3 separate regions of the Mus musculus genome follow, and all the other regions are linked to region 1. The links are chromatin contacts, called in public HiChIP or PLAC-seq maps. All regions are on one chromosome and are shown on one strand. Each heading gives the region's core, a stretch centred on a gene start, on an enhancer-like site or on the middle of the called end of the contact. The rest is flanking DNA. Distances are from core to core; before and after follow the strand shown.

Region 1 (2,916 bases), core at 183-2,682:
GTTATAGTGGCTTTTCAAAGTCAGGTCTGTTAAGTGTAGTAAAGGTGACACAGGTTGCCAAGAGTTGTTGTAAGCCTCATGACAATAACCAGCACACGAGGGAGAAAAACACTCGTAAATGAGGGCTTCGATCAATGGGAAAACTTACAGCTCTAATGAAGTTTCTTGTGAAAGGAAGGGTGATACAAAGCCACCAAGACATGAATCATTCATGGGAAATATAAAAGATAAAAGATATCTGACAATGAGCAGAAGCTTGTATAGAGTGTATAAAACAAGTTTCCCCTTCTTATTTTCTGCTTTAAAACGCACAATCTCCCACTCCCAGCCTCTTCTGTCCAGTCTATAGAGTTAAAATTGACCACTGCTCGTCCTGAGCCACTTCAAAGTAATTTAGTCCAGAACGGAAGGCTTGGCGCTTGGACAATCTTCATGGTGTGTTAAGATTTCTATGGCAATTGGCAAGCAAGACGTTCCCATCTGAATATGTCTCAAAGAAAGCCACTTATTGACACTAAGTTGGCTATCATCAAAGACTTCATCTTCCCTCTGCAAAAAAAACAAAAAAAACAAAAAACAAAAAACGTGGCCTTGCAACCACTGAATCGGCTATCTTTGTTTTTCAGGCCAGGAGGCTCTGCAAACACACGGTTTTTCCTTGTTTATATATCTCTCCTATTCAAATATTCTTTGGTAAATGAATGTTAAGAAAGCCTTAGCAAGATCTACTTGGTGGGAAGTATGTCCTCTTGAGTTGGAGGTGGCCACACAAGTGTCCTGATCCTGGGGCCTGAAGGCCTTGGAAACTGGGCCCAACTGTCTACCCGCCTCTCAAGTGCTGTGTCACTGGAGAGGAGCGTTGTTGGCCTCCACTCTGTCCCAGTGTGGTTAGGAAATACAACCAGGGAGAACGGAGCAGGAGAGACAACTGCATTTCTCAAGTGGTCACCTTAAACCAAAAAAAAAAAAAACAAAAAACAAAAAACAAAACAAAACAAAAAAACCAAAAAAAAAAAAAAAAAAAAAAACCAGGGAATGTTATCACAAGGCAAACAAAACAATCCACAGACTTAAGAATCTATCCATCTAGTTACAGGGATACCACCTCCCTGCCATCTGCCAGTGCCTTACCCAAACACCACCCGAAACCTCGGGAACATTCTAGATCTGGAAAGACAACAGAATCACAGAGAAAGCACCCTGGGGTGGTCAGCACACTTTCCCTCCCCGTGAAAAAAAACTCTCAGAGACCCCACGAAGGGACATCCCAGAGCACATATTCACACATCCCGAAACTGCCTAATCAGGCAGGGAGAAGTTCAAAGGCATGTTTTTGAAATTCAAACTACTGTTTTTATGGTACATCCACACAGAGGTCAGAATTGCTATGGCAATAGGCAGGGCCAGGAGAGTCGCTGGCAGGCCGTCCACAGCGATTTGAGACAGTCTATTAAGATACAGTTGCAGTGACCCTTACTTTCAAGGCCAGTTAATTCAGCCAATTCTCACCTCATCAGAAACACATAGGCAAAGATTAGAAATGTATGATATATATGTGCATATCATATATATTAGCTTTCTGTTGTTGGTGATGATTCCCCTATAGAACCTCCTGGCTTGAAAGGAAGAAGAAAGAATGAAGAGAGGAGAGAAAGCCCAGTGGGGGTGGGGGTAGTGATGTCAGAGGGTAGGGAGAGAGGCAGGGGAGCCTGGTCCCCAGTACCTCTTCCTTCTCTCCCCACCTAAGCACTTTTATTTGTAGAGCGATTGTTCTTTGTTTATTTAATACAAGTACTGTGTGAATAGTGAAAAATAAACACGATGAAAAATAACCAAACAGATGATTCCTCGGAGTGAAAAAGCCCGGACTTAATAAAAGTGCGAAGCAGTCACCGCTCAATGAGAAACGCTTTGAAGTGGAACTTATTATAAGAGGGATACTTCAGGGTTGCCTTAACGACGCCGCTGAATCGAAAGCGCTCGCCTTTGTCAGCGATTTGTTCTCCTTTGCTGGGGTGCCCGGAGAAATTACTTACATGGGCTGCCTTAACATGCGGCCTGCAAATCAGTAACTTTGCAGCTCAGACTTGCAGACGCCACTGGGTCACCGACAAAAAGAAGTCAGGGGGGAAACGCACCAATCCTCCAGGCGGAGGCTCTGGGGATGGGGCTCACGGCGTGTTGGGGCGGTAGATAAGTTGCATTACACCCGAGCTCCCCACTCTAGCTCTCACCCCAGAGCAGGTCCTAGGGCCTCTATCCCTAGATGATCCAGACTCCTGCGGCTCCCGGGCCCTCCAGTGAGGGGCGCTCTTTGGCGCGCAGGCCCAGAGCCATACTTTCCCAGCAGTCCAGGCCATATTTAATAAGGGTCGTTTATCACTCAGGCGCTTTGAAGGGTCGCCTCCAGCCCTGTGCCCATTAGAAAGGCGGAGGTGACATTTAAACTCCGTTTTCAAGGATCGCGGGGGGATTTCATTGAAAAGGCAACTCGTTTGTCTCAGGAGCCTGGAAACAACCCCCGTCTCCCTCCTTTTGACCACATGGCATAACTCAAAAACAATAGTTCAAAAGTGAAATGGCGTCGTGGTGTTCACTGGGAGACAGGCCCCCATCTAGCACCAGAGAAAGGGGTACTCCTCAAGACAATGTGCTTTTTGTGTTCGGCTCTGTCACGAGGATTGTGTTGTTTGCTTTGGAGGCTTCGCCTGTTATACTTGCCTGAAAGTGCTTGTGTTAAACAAGAGTTATGAGTCATCCAAAACAACAAACATTTTGATTTTCTTTGCCTAAAGGGCTTTCCCTGGCTATGGGCACCGTGAAAAAATAATGTCCTTGCTGAGAAAGGAACACCAGTAGTTGCATTACAAGCGGGTGCATTAAATATTGAATGACATGGGGAAAGGAGCTTGTCGA
Region 2 (2,916 bases), core at 226-2,725, 450 kb before region 1:
TACCTTGAAGTTGTCCTGTAGAAACATGAAGGGAAGGGAGCGGAATCTTCAGGCAAGGGTTGGTTTTCTGCCCAAGTTGTCTTAGAGTAAAACAGTGAAGCCTTTGGGGCACAAGGCAGACTAGAAATTACCTTCAGCCAGACCCAGATGCCCCATTTCCCTGTATCTCCCACTAACAGAGGGTGAGTTAGAACAAGACCTGGATTGTTAGCTCTTTCCTCCTTGACCAGAGAGTACTTGCTCCAGGAATAGTAAACACATTCTGAGAAGTTGCCTAATATGAGTTAAAAGCAGGCTACCCTCCAGGAGCCTGGAAATATTCCAAAAGCCAGATCATTTGCTATGTTTCTTAACCAAGTTTTGACAGTCACTGCTTAGTTAACAGTTAATGTAGATGGGGCCCTGAGTAGGTAAAACAAAACAAAACAAAACAAAAACCCTCTGGCTATATGTCCTAACGTCTGGGCATGGGATACACTCCATTCCCCACATTCTTCTTTCTGCACCTACTGACCACACTCAGCTTCCTTTCCTTGAACCTTTAACTGCAGAGGAATGCGTCTTACTCTGTTTCATTGTGAGTCAGGGTCCAGACATGATTGAGTTTAACAGGGCAGCATAAGTCCATTTCAGAAAGACTACAGAAACTTCACTGCTTGTGGAAACCCTGAAGGTGAAGGTTTCTGATTAGGGATTAGAAGGCATGTTGAATTCTAATAATTCTAATTCTAATAAACTGGCAAGGACAGGAGGCTCAGTGGCCTGTAGACTGGCTCTCTCTTTTGTGCTCATTAGTTTTTATTTTTGAAACAGGGTTGTTGTAGTTCATGATGGCCTCGAATTTGTCATCTTTCTTTATGATTCAGAATGCTAGAATTATAGGTATGTATCACTATGACTGACTCACTAGTATTTTCTATATCAACTCTTTATTTGCACACAAAATGTCTTTTTGTTTTGTTTTTTTGGTTTTTTTTTTGTTTGTTTTTGTTTTTGTTTTTGTTTTTTACAAATGGCTACCACTGTAGAACCACCTGGATCACCTTGGAGAGTGTCACTGTGCCTCCTCCAGAGAGTGGCATCGTCCCACTGGGCCCCTTCCCACCTTGCCGAGATGGAGCTTGCAAACTCTAGATCCTATGTCAGGCCTCCAGCTGTCTGTAGTGCCTCCCTGGATCACTGGCTCCCACCTGAGTCACCTCCCATGATTTGGAGTACCTGACTTTCTTTTGCTTGGCTCTCATGGGATGCTGACCAGCAATGATGGCAGAGACTAGCACTGAGTGAGCTGCCTGTAGGTCTGCACCCAGACTGTGTTGCAAACTGGGCCCTTAGAGCTGGATCGTGAACTTGAGAGTACAACTGAAGCATTTATGCCTGGACGCTGGCCAAGACCAGCAGTCTGGCAGCGGCCACCCTGTTGGATTCAGCTTGAGCTGCAGGTGGCACCAGTGGGTTATTGGCACCTTTTGAGGCCTGTCACTGCCTGCCCAGCCTGTTGACAGGTGTCTGGCTGCTCAGCCACCTGTAACAGCAGGAGCCAACATGTCTCCGTCCCAATGTACCTGGCCTGTGTTTCCAAGGCTCCTTCCAGGCCAGTGGGAATTTTCCAGGCACTTTCATACTCAGAATGAGCAGAAGTGAAGAGAAGGCTGTGTCTGCACTGTTAGTCACTGTATTTTGAAGATAGGAATGTAACTGCCTTAAGTTTTTAAAATTACACTGATGTGTATCTACTTGGAGGGGGCATGTGTGCCACAGCATGCATGTGGAGGCCAGAATTTGGTTCTCTCCTTCTACCACATGGTTCCCAGGCATCAAACTCAGGAACGTTCTTTACCTTTTACTTGCTGGATCTTTGACAAAGCATGAAAAACACTTCCAGCATGACAGAAACATTAAGAACTCACAGAATGGTTGCCAAGGCCAGATTTGTGCAGCCCATTGAGGTATCGGGACCATGAAGGTTTGTTTTCTAAGACCCTTGAGAATCTGGAGCTTTGAACACACGAGCAGGTTGTACCTGATTTCAAAGGCAGCTAGTGCTGCAAATTTGAGTACAGTGTTTGGCTGTCTGCTTTCTGGGGTATTGGTGGAGTTGGTGAGGCTGGCTTCAGCAGGAAGGTCTTGTCTTTACTATAAAGAGCCAAGCAGGCAACCAAATGAGAGCATCAAAGCGTCTGCAGGATGTAACCAGCCCTCCCTGGCAAGATGCCCAGGACCTCAGCTCCTGCCCCTGCTCACAGGCCAGGGCCAGGTTTAAAGTTCACAGCATCTTGTTTTTTCACCTGTTTCCTACAGTTCTAAGAAACTTCTGAAGAATTAATCAGTAACTACATCAGATACTCAGCCTTTGCTCCAAGGAAAATAGGGTTACTGTAGGGGAGGGGAGAAGTAACTCCTTGTTCAGATGCAAGGAGGCTTCTAGAAAATAAGAAATTTCCCATTAAACATGGCCCACACCCCATCCTCCATACCTAAAAGATCCTTATTCAGTTTCCCCACAGTTGTGTATGTTTGTTCCCCAAGCAGATGCCCTATGAGTGGGTATTTGGCAATATTGGTAAAGCCAAGGGTATTGGTTGGCCTTGTGTAGCCAGCTTTGACACAGCTGGTGGATGATGAAAGGAGTAAAGACGCCATTTGTAAGTGCTGTACTGTGGGTGTGCTGCACAGGAGTTCCTGCTTCTGCATGAGTCCTCTGCAGTCAGTGGAAAGTGGTAGACACATTTGGCCAGAGGCAGAGCTCTGTGCCCCCAGTATATGGTCACTCGTTTCCACCACAGTCTTGACAACTGGGAGATTGCTAGTGCCTTGACTTATCATGTAGAGAAATTGAAGTGATGATATTCAGAGCTTTCCTGTACTTCTTGTGCCACTAAATTTTAATACAAACAGGATAGAGACTTTAATGAG
Region 3 (2,916 bases), core at 130-2,629, 420 kb before region 1:
AGCCAAGACTCCAAACAAATCCATTTTATGCTGTCTATAATGTAAAAACATATCTAGTGAGAAAATGTCATCCAAACATTTAAAGAAAAGAAAGAAGAATCAACAGCAAACATGGGAGATACAATGAGAACACTGCACACAGCGGGCAGTTAGGAGGAGGGCCGTGGGACCAGCATAGGACCCACTGTGGCTTTGGGAGAGAGTGCAGGGTAGAACAGGAGAGGTTTCCAGAGTGATATGCTCTGCTGACTGCTACATCCTGCAAGCGGGCTGCCCACCTGTGGGAGAACATGCCTCAATCTATTGATTATATGCACGATTCTCAGTCAGCAGCTTTGGACAGAGAAGCACTCCATCCATGTATGATCAGCTCCAACCTGATGGGCTCTGTTATTTGTCTAGTACTCGAGGCAGGCCCCCTGATGGAGATTGAAGTCTGTGAATGCCTTTCCAAAGCCTCTACATATACAGGTGATTTTTCAAGCCATATACACAGAGTTTCCATGATTCAAGGGTGTGGCCTTTGAATATGAAGTCCAGTCTGCTTTACACAGCCTTCAGCTGCAGTTTCAGAGCCTGTGAGATTTCTCTTGGAGAAGGGCTGAGCTCCAATTTCCCTTCTAACTCATTCGTCCAGGTCCAATTATGAGCTCCATAATTGATTTGATTTTTTTATGTCAGCTGTTGCCCATTAGAGCAACATTAGTCAACATTAGAGTCATAGGTCAACAATCCAGCTTTTCTCTGAGTTATCTGGAAAACTCAAAGTTATCAAGCATTGGCCAAAAACTATATCCACCCCCTTCCTATTCCCAAATGTACTGGCAGATACATTTTTCAAAGGCTGTCTTCCTATTCAAAGTTCCTCACCTCCTCCCACCTCACTCACCCTCACCCCTTCAGTCTCTACTTGTAAGCCTCATCTTCATTCACCTGACGTGAGATCCCCTAAAGCCCTAAGTCAGTCAGGGGAAAATCAGCACGAAGGTTTTGGAAATGATAAAAATGAGGCGTGTCTTCAAAATGCCAGCTCAGCAGAAAGGCAGGAGAACTATAAGCTATAACGTAAGCCACACCATGGACTTGGAAGCCATCAGTGTGTTCCTTGTCCCAGTTCTTTGTAGAAAAAGCACATGTTTACACGAGGGAAAACAACAGTCTGAGCCACGGACTGCACCTGTTTCTCTCCTTGAACCCAGAGCCTATTAGCTAATCTTTTGAAAGAGAAATCTCCAGAAAACATACTGAAAACACACAGACCAGGAGCTGGTAGCTTCTTCATCAAGGTTCAGTCAGCAACCAAGGTGGAAGGAGGAGGCTGCAGCTAAAGCAACAGGCCAATACCCAGCCAGCCCAGTCTCAGCCCAGGCTTCCTGCAGCTGCAGTGGTGGCTCAGCCTGTTAGCATAGTTCTGTGACAACTCCATCAGTGCAGTCTCAAGGTAGCTGTCAATCAGGATGCATCATTTAATCCAACAGCACTCGAAGGACTTTCTCCTCCAACCCACATGACAGCATAGCTACAGCTCTATTTATATCAGCGCCCAGTTGTGTTTACAATGCTGCAGTAATTAGAGAAGATGCAACAGGCAGCAATATTCCTGAGATTTCCATTTTGCAGCATTACCCTATAAAGTGTGATCCTGCTTCACAGAGTCATGCTAAATGACAAAAGGCTATTTTCTTCAATCTCCCAGCCCCGACAGCACTTCATTTGCAGCTATCTATAATTAGATTAATGGTGTAGTGCAGTACAAAGCGGACCCACTTCACATCAGATAGCTTATGAATTAGGACAAACACTTATTTCAATTCCAGGCAGAGAAAGCAATGACTGGGGTGTTTAGCATACCCTTTATGGTGGAATGAGATGTTAATTGTGTACCATTACCTCTAAACTGCTTGCTTGTTGTATAAATCACTGTGCTAATTGATGCAGAGATAGAAATGTAGCCACAGGCAAGAAAGCAAAGGAATGAGAGCTGAAGATGGAGGATAAGGGATTATCGAGGAAAACCATATGGAGACAAGGTTCCTTTGAAACCTCTGTTTTCTGCCTATGAACAGGAATCCTTCAAGTACAGCAATAGACAAGAAAAAAAAAATAACTTTACTTCTTACAAACACAATTTTCTTTTAAAAGTTCTGCCTGTCAAATATCGAGTATGTTGAATGAATCTGAAAATGCATTTATAAATCCCAGAATGTGTGGGCCAGCCAGGACATCTGGACTATAACTCATGGTTAAGGAGAGTCCCTTCTGAGTTACTTGATGCATGTGCTTCTGACCCACCCACAAGGCAAAACTCAAGTTTTCTGAGGGCCTGAAATTCTTCTCCATATTAGGAGGAAAAAAAAAAAAAAACTAGACTGGTTTAGATCTGTCAGGCTAATTACACAGAGAGAATGAATCAAACAGAACATGATCATCTGCCACTGATACAATAACTAGAACCACTGATACAGTAACTAGCCACTGATACAGTAACTAGAGCCACTGAAACAGTAACTAGCCACTGATAGAGTAACTAGAGCCACTGATAGAGTAACTAGAGCCACTAATAGAGTAACTAGCCACTGATACAGTAACTAGAGCCACTGATACAGTAACTAGAGCCACTGAAACAGTAACTAGAGCCACTGATACAGTAACTAGAGCCACTGAAACAGTAACTAGCCACTGAAACAGTAACTAGAGCCACTGAAACAGTAACTAGCCACTGATACAGTAACTAGAGCCACAGAACCCTAAAATCTGGTCATCACAGTTATAAGGAAGGGACTTCAAAGGTGCTATTTTTTTCTAGCTGTTCTAAAACTAGCAAAACAAATAAATAAGAGCACATACTGATCTAATAGCACCAGTCTTTTGTCTTCAAATGTTCTTCCTTGTTTATATACCCTACTCTCACTAACA

What was found. HiChIP or PLAC-seq counts read pairs in DNA pulled down with a chosen protein or histone mark.
Region 2: an H3K4me3 HiChIP or PLAC-seq map of forebrain shows a contact between it and region 1, with 3 times the contacts expected there. The contact joins two enhancer-like sites. A contact is called at or near these places in 9 of 39 promoter capture datasets (the C10 cell line, cranial neural crest, embryonic stem cells and 5 more), 11 of 115 datasets of contacts at active chromatin or transcription factors (craniofacial prominence, effector CD8 T cells, embryonic basal ganglia and 8 more) and 3 of 9 other capture datasets (adipose tissue, liver and macrophages).
Region 3: an H3K4me3 HiChIP or PLAC-seq map of forebrain shows a contact between it and region 1, with 5 times the contacts expected there. The contact joins two enhancer-like sites. A contact is called at or near these places in 8 of 39 promoter capture datasets (the C10 cell line, the HPC-7 cell line, cranial neural crest and 5 more), 3 of 15 datasets of contacts at CTCF or cohesin (CD8 T cells, large pre-B cells and pro-B cells), 12 of 484 Hi-C or Micro-C datasets (the AML12 cell line, B cells, the G1E-ER4 cell line and 9 more), 12 of 115 datasets of contacts at active chromatin or transcription factors (astrocytes, craniofacial prominence, embryonic basal ganglia and 9 more) and 4 of 9 other capture datasets (adipose tissue, embryonic stem cells, liver and 1 more).

Annotation. Positions count from the first base shown.
Region 1 is chr14:122,452,972-122,455,887 of GRCm38.p6, reverse strand. No RefSeq gene overlaps it. Among named protein-coding and RNA genes, the nearest start is that of Gm5089, 3.3 kb to the right of the region's middle. Within about 2 kb of position 1,432, at least 13 of the 459 cell types and tissues checked have an H3K27ac peak or open chromatin away from gene starts, as enhancers often do. A contact at or near this core is called in forebrain, where this site is marked.
Region 2 is chr14:122,901,605-122,904,520 of GRCm38.p6, reverse strand. The region is part of intron 1 of Ggact (gamma-glutamylamine cyclotransferase); the gene reads left to right. Among named protein-coding and RNA genes, the nearest start is that of Gm46488, 7.8 kb to the left of the region's middle. Within about 2 kb of position 1,475, at least 114 of the 459 cell types and tissues checked have an H3K27ac peak or open chromatin away from gene starts, as enhancers often do. A contact at or near this core is called in forebrain, where this site is marked.
Region 3 is chr14:122,870,929-122,873,844 of GRCm38.p6, reverse strand. The region is part of intron 21 of Pcca (propionyl-Coenzyme A carboxylase, alpha polypeptide); the gene reads right to left. Among named protein-coding and RNA genes, the nearest start is that of Gm46488, 38 kb to the left of the region's middle. Within about 2 kb of position 1,379, at least 11 of the 459 cell types and tissues checked have an H3K27ac peak or open chromatin away from gene starts, as enhancers often do. A contact at or near this core is called in forebrain, where this site is marked.